Linked DNA regions of Gossypium arboreum: region 1 is linked to region 2. The links are chromatin contacts, called in public Hi-C maps. All regions are on one chromosome and are shown on one strand. The core of a region is the stretch at or near the end of the contact, and the rest is flanking DNA. Distances in the headings are between cores, read along the strand shown. Region 1 holds the start of LOC108458199. Region 2 has its middle 19 kb from the start of LOC128292202.

Region 1 (3,455 bases), core at 673-3,172, 61 kb before region 2:
AACCATGCATGCATCGACTCTTTAAACACGTCTCTTTTGATGCAAGTACCATGATCAAGGGTTAAAGCCACTTACCTAGATATATAGTAGTTAAACTTAAATGAAATAATGTAAATAACAGACTCAAGGTATAAAGGAACTCACCAGAAATATTCACTTAGAACTTTCCTACTCAATGGGTTCTTTCCTTTTAGCACCAGGACCTTCTCCCCTATCTTTGGCTAAAATAATCAAATGACTTCTTTTAAATATAAGAATAACTAAAACTTAATGAAATAACATGAATCAATGAACGTACAAATAATTTAGGGATGGAACTTTCCTTCCTATGTAGTATTCAAATGAAAGCCCTGCTGAATAGCTCTTACAACAACTCCTTTCTATCTGGTAAACTTAAAGAGGAATTTAAGAACTTACCAACAGACAACTTAAGGAAAGAAGCTTCTATAAGCTTGACACAGAAGCATTGCGAGTGTGATAAAAGCATAGAAAGGGATAAAAGCAAAGAGAGTGTTAAGTATTTATAGTGAAATAAAAATATGAGGAATTGAGAAAAATCTCACTCATATTGGCACAAAAACTCATAAGTGCAACAAATACATAGACAACAAATCACTATCCATAAGCAACATACCCGGAACACCATCCATGATACAATTAACATCTTATAAGCAAATATTACTTTGTTATTTCTTGACATATTAGCCTTGTACAATGTGATCTTTTCTTTTGAACGAGTTACCTTTAATCGCATTCTTTGCATTTCTTTTATATTGAGCTCATTGTTCTTAAATCTTAATCTCCCATTCTCTGTCAACAACATCTTATTTTGCAAAATTATTTTATCAATTATGCATCCCTGTTCTTCTCCTATTGAATTCATATTGTTACCGTTAAATTTAACCCATTGGTAAAAATCACAACCCTCAGTTTTCCTTTCTCACATAGAACAAAAAAAAAAATAGAGCTTATATGTGTAACTAAGGTAAAATTTACATATTTCCAACTTGAAACAAAATAATTCAAATTTATTTCCAAAACATGTTAAAACACTAAACCCTAAATTACACAAAATATTCAACCAAAATCACAAAGCCTTTTGTTTTTTTGCACACACAACAATGGTAGTACACAACCAATGCACAAACCCTAATTTCCTTCAACCCAACAATTAAAATTCAAACTTTTACATTTTTGAACTTCACACACCTAAATAATTTTCTCCCTTTGTTCCGTGGAGTATTCACGTTGCAAACAGGAGCTCTTAACCCACAATGATAGTACACAACCTCATTTGACCACTTGATTTTTTTGTTGGTTGATGAAGCCATTTTTCCTTATTTTCTTCTTCGACTCTAGTTATGGGAATTGGGCGTGTTATCAGGATAAACCCTAAAAGAATATTAACAAAAATATTAGAAAATGATGAATAGGTAGAAAAAAATAAAAAGAATAGAATGTTAAATAATCGGGTGAAATGATTTAAGGTAATTTTTATTATAATTAATGAAAAAAAGTATTTAATTTTTATTTTCCAAGGAAAAAAAAGAAGACCCAATCATTGCCAAATAGGACTCCACTTGACGCCTAACGATTAACCAGTTGCCACATTATAAAAAAACGAACGAATTACATTCGAGTTCTAATTTAGTTGACAAAAAAAAAGTTCGGGTATTAACCTAGGAAAAAAAATCTTAAGTATCAATTTAGGAGAAATGGACAAGTACCGATTTTTTATTTAAGCCTTTTTGTATTAATGAATTACTTATATAATTTATTATTTCCAATTTTCTTTAATATTATTTTAGTGCCATTAAATACAGGTTAATATATCGGTACATAAAAAAGAAACCATACATTTGGGCTTTGGGTAGTAGGGGGAAAATACATTTTGGGTGTTTGGTCTTAAAAGTACTACCCTTTTGTGCCTTGATGGATCCGAACCGACCCATTTCAAACCGGATTTATTTACGGGTCCTTTTCCTTTTCTAAATGTCGAATCTATTTACAGTTGCAAGGAAGGAACCAGCTCTCTCAATCTGCAGCACCCATATCTTCACTTCTTTTGCATGTAACCTTTAATTCTTTATTTATTTTCTCAATGTTCCCTTTAATCTCTTTCATTCTGATGCTTTGTATTGTTCAATGTTTAAACATGGTCTTTTTATTTAGAAATCATGATCTGCTTTTTGTTTCCCTTCAAATTCCATAGATTTTAAGTTGTTTATTATGTTTTTGTTTTCTATATATAGATAAGAACCCATGGATCTAGTCCCTCTAAATCCAACAAAGTATTTATTTTTCGAATGGGTTTTAATTTTTAGTCAACATCGGAATCCCTTTGATCTGCTTTTCTGAGTTTACCCTCTTTTCCATAGCTTGCTTATGGAATATGGGGTTTTACTAAATCACCTTATTGGTGTTCTAGAAATCAAAATGAACTCAATTATCGTTGATGTTATGTTTGCATTTAGAAGTTTATTCTAGCTGAAACTGAAGATGCTGTAATCGGTTTTTTAGTTACTTATGCCTGCTGCGTTTTAAGAATCTTTATGTTATTTCTGTTTTGTTTTCCGGATTCATAATTGATGGATTTTTCTTTATCTTCATGGCTACGCTTTTGTGTGAAAAGTTTTAGAAGTTGGTTGAAGATTAATAGAAACCCTTTAATATGCAGAAAATGGGCTTGTGGACGTTATTAGAAGGATTTTTGCTTCTTGCAAATGCTTTGGCAATATTAAATGAGGATCGTTTTCTTGCTCCCAGAGGATGGAGTTTCTCGGATTTCTCTGCAGGGCGTACAAAGTCATTTAAAGGGCAACTTATTGGTCTCATTTACGCCACTCAATACATGAGAGTTCCTCTCATACTACTTAATGCAATCTGCATTTTTGTTAAGCTAGTTTCTGGTTGATGCTCCGCTAGGTAAGATGTTTATGTCTATGGCTGATGATTGGTTGAATTTGTATTAGGTTCTCAAACAGATGCCCCTTGTTTTTTTTTTTTTTTTTTGCATTCAAGAACTTGTTTATTAGTTGTGATGACCGTTTTAGTCGGTTTTGTTTTCTGATTTCTACAAATTACATGGATTTAAAATGGTGTGATGAATAGGTGTCTGAAACTTAAGCTGAATGATTATTAGTTATTTCTAAACCTATTAATTGGTTGAATATATTGTGAAAAGGGAAACTCTTAGTCTTAGATTAATTTTTCTGATTACCATTGTTGAATTACACACCCGAAACTTATGAAGTTTGAATAAGATCTTTTTAACACTGCAAGTTCTATAATGTATTACTTGACCAAAACGTTGAGTAGGCCAGAGCAGGAATGGCGGAAGCTGCCTTTCAAACCTTTTTCCAGGTCTGATAAATTTCTGTTAATTTTACCAGGACATGTAAATTAAGTAAATAAATTGATTGTTTGAATTGGCTATCCATCACAGAGAAAAGAGG
Region 2 (3,317 bases), core at 270-2,769:
TAACCCTTCGCACGGTCAAATAAAAAGATTTCTCATTTCTCTTTATAGACATTATTTTTTTTTGTTCATAATCAATCCTATTCAAGGTCGTGGTATATCAGTCATCTTTATGCCACGATATTTTTTGGAGTAAGATTGAGGTGCTTAATATCCACTAAGCAGGCATAGAGTTTTAGGATATCTGTATGATTTAATTATGAGGGGTGTGCAACAACATTAAAGGGTATAATTTCTCCAGAAATAAATAAGAAGCATATGAGGGGTCTCTCAATTGACCTCTCCAGATCATCATGATGTATGGTGCTAGATATTGTCCAAACAATTGAAGCATAGTGGACCACATGCAAGGTGCACCCTTTTTATTTTTCCATGTTGCTATGCTGTAAAGACCCCACCAACCAAAAATATTTACTCCCTCCATGCCTCAAAGCTTTCATATATGGAAGTAGGGTTTCTGCTAAATTTTTGATTTGGACAAGAAAGTCTGAATATTGATAATGAAGTAAAATGGATGAAGCCGAGACAGACTATGGAAACCTATGAACTCTTTAATAATATATATATATATATATATATATATGGAATTTGGGTTTCTATATTTCTTTAATTATTATCTATATTCATAGTGACAATATTGTTTTAATAGGCTTTATTTTTCCAATTATCAGCTTCTTTCGACGTTGTGCTTGGTTTTTGAGAGACTGTTGTGGTGATTTGAATAGTATGTTTTATCTTATAATAAGAATTTAAATCAACAATGTTTGAAAAAGAAGAAAATGTGCTTCAGCGCACTTGAATCCATGTTCTTTTACGCTAGCAACAATACCGATGTTAATGAAACTAAAACTCAACCAGCATATACAAATATATTTAATTCTTTTAAAAATATATAAGATAATACATTTGGATTGAGTTTGAAAATTGAAATCATTAATTTTACTTAAATACTATTTTAAGTTGAATAGAATTTGTTTCAGACAGTGAAATAGACAGGAACACTATTTATTGATAAAGAAAATATATAAGATGTTGAATTAAACTAATTACTATCGACAAATTAAGAGTTTTGAGCCTTAGTAATATTTCAATATTAAATTTATTTATAATTTTGAATTGTTATGCTTTCTATTCATTTGAAATTATCATCTGGTGGTCCTACAACTTCTAATCTGTACACAACTATTCTTTTTATTGAATGCATGAAGTTTGGACCACATATCCACTGGAATATCATTATTCTTTCTAAGATGAAAAACAAATTTCATTGCTTCTTCTGCCCCATAATTTGAACCAGATGTAGCAAAATATTAATTCACTAATACTAACATAGTAAATGATCCTTGTCACACACACATTTAAATATATATTATATCTTTTCTTTCAGCTGTCATCACTTTGATTTTAATGATACTCTAGCTAGCTCTAAGATTATGTTATTTGGCTTAGGTATAAGGGCTAAATACAGGTATTCAAGATTTTTATTTATTTGGAAAATCACTGATACACCATATCTTATATTCATGTTTGGATATAAATACTTGGAAAAAAATGAGCAAACCCTAAAAATAAAGTGTATGATAAAGAGAGGGGGAGGGGTTTATAAATGATAAGGTAAGGTATTCAGAGGTACTCATTTGTTGGTTTTGTGAATGGCACATGGGATCTCAATTAGGAGGGTCTTTCATATATATAAAAGGACAATTCAATTAGTGCTAAGGGACATTCCCCTACCCTACCCTACCCTACCCTCTCTATCCCTATATCTTTCAATGTGGTGTGCCTTGTGCAAGTGGGACATTGAGTGCATATCAAAATTAGGGTTTTTTGGGACCCTCAATTACTAAGGGACTTAAGAAGGGATTTTTTCCTTCTTGCTCATTATCTTGTCTCTAGCCTCTCTCTATATAATTTTGAATATTGAAGGTGGCCCTAGATGTTGTCGTTATCAATCATTTTATTGGCCATATGTGTTACTTAGGGAGTTAGGTTTGAATAATCATTTGGTTCCCTATAACAACATGAGAATTAATTTCTGATTTTAATATGTTTGTCCAAATGTATTTTTCTTTACCACCACTAACAGTAATCGTAATTTTATCATTATTCAAAGAGTATAGAATCTCCATGACTAAAAATGCTAACACAAAAAAGTAAAAAACCACCTATTAAGAAGCCCATTAGATATCAAAGTCTGGTTTAGGACATAATACCAAAGCCCAACTAAAGGCACAAATTTGTGGAGAAAAACCCCTAAAATGAAAGCCCATTTGCGCAAGGGCAAAAAGTGATTATGATGATAGAAGTTTACTTTACTGAACTTTGTTAAAAATTTTAAATTACAAAACTATAATAATATATATATAACTAATTTATGAGATTTACACCTCATTTTTAATAAAACTTATAAATATAATTCAATTTGTATTTGGACATCATAGGTTAATTGGATGAATAATAATTACACTCTCTTGTTATTACAAGGAATTCTAATCCCTAAATGTGTTTCACTAATAGACAATAATTACATAGTATTTTCTTATGTTTTGGTAGTATAAATTGTAATTACACGATTGTATAATCCTAAATTTTAAAAACATATTAATTATTATAAAATTATAAATAATACTTGAGAAAAAATTCTCTAAATAAGTAACAAAACTTAAAATCAAACCATTGTATATAATACATTTGTCCTAAAAAAAAAGCATGTGACAATATGATTGCTAGTAAAATTAACAAGAAAAATAAACCTTATAAGTAATTTCATCTAATTACTCTATCACTCCATATTTGTTGAGTTATTCTCTCTTTAATATTAAACACATACTCATTGCTATTATTGATAGATCATTTACCAAGTATAAATAATTAATAATAAATACCATATAATTTAATATAAATAATTTGTAGTAAATACTATGTAATTTAGTTAACTATGTAGTAGGTCAAAATGCATGAGAAATTATCTCTCATCAATAGAAATTTCTAATTATTTAAACCATATTAGTAAAATAATATATAAATATATTTTAAAATATATGTATATATATCCTAAAATTAAAATAGTAGTATTGTATAAAAATATCTTTTCTAACTTAAATCATGAACATTCATGTTTGAAAAGTCATAAGATAATTGAATTTGACTGTAATTATTTGTAATTACTTCAATTCTCGTCGGCCCCGTAGAATTGGAAAGTGTAATTCGGTGCTTCAAATACATTCAATTTAGTAGAACCCACTAATTACAAAGGTCACTCAAGCATGCCACAAGTGTGTAATTACAAGCAATTGCACCCAAATCGAATTACTAGGCGG

What was found. A called contact is a pair of places that touch in the nucleus more often than the background predicts.
Region 1: a Hi-C map of leaf shows a contact between it and region 2, with 2.2 times the contacts expected there. The contact joins the promoter of LOC108458199 here to the enhancer-like site in region 2. A contact is called at or near these places in 3 of 5 Hi-C or Micro-C datasets (all in leaf).

The regions. Positions count from the first base shown.
Region 1 is chr4:16,081,755-16,085,209 of ASM2569848v2, reverse strand. It overlaps LOC108458199, which reads left to right and starts at 1,922. Exons shown (of 3, transcript XM_053026578.1): 1 at 1,922-2,071; 2 at 2,678-2,925. The coding sequence starts at 2,681. The coding sequence ends at 2,914.
Region 2 is chr4:16,020,768-16,024,084 of ASM2569848v2, reverse strand. No RefSeq gene overlaps it. Among protein-coding and RNA genes, the nearest start is that of LOC128292202, 19 kb to the right of the region's middle. Within about 2 kb of position 1,519, at least 2 of the 2 cell types and tissues checked have an H3K27ac peak or open chromatin away from gene starts, as enhancers often do. A contact at or near this core is called in leaf, where this site is marked.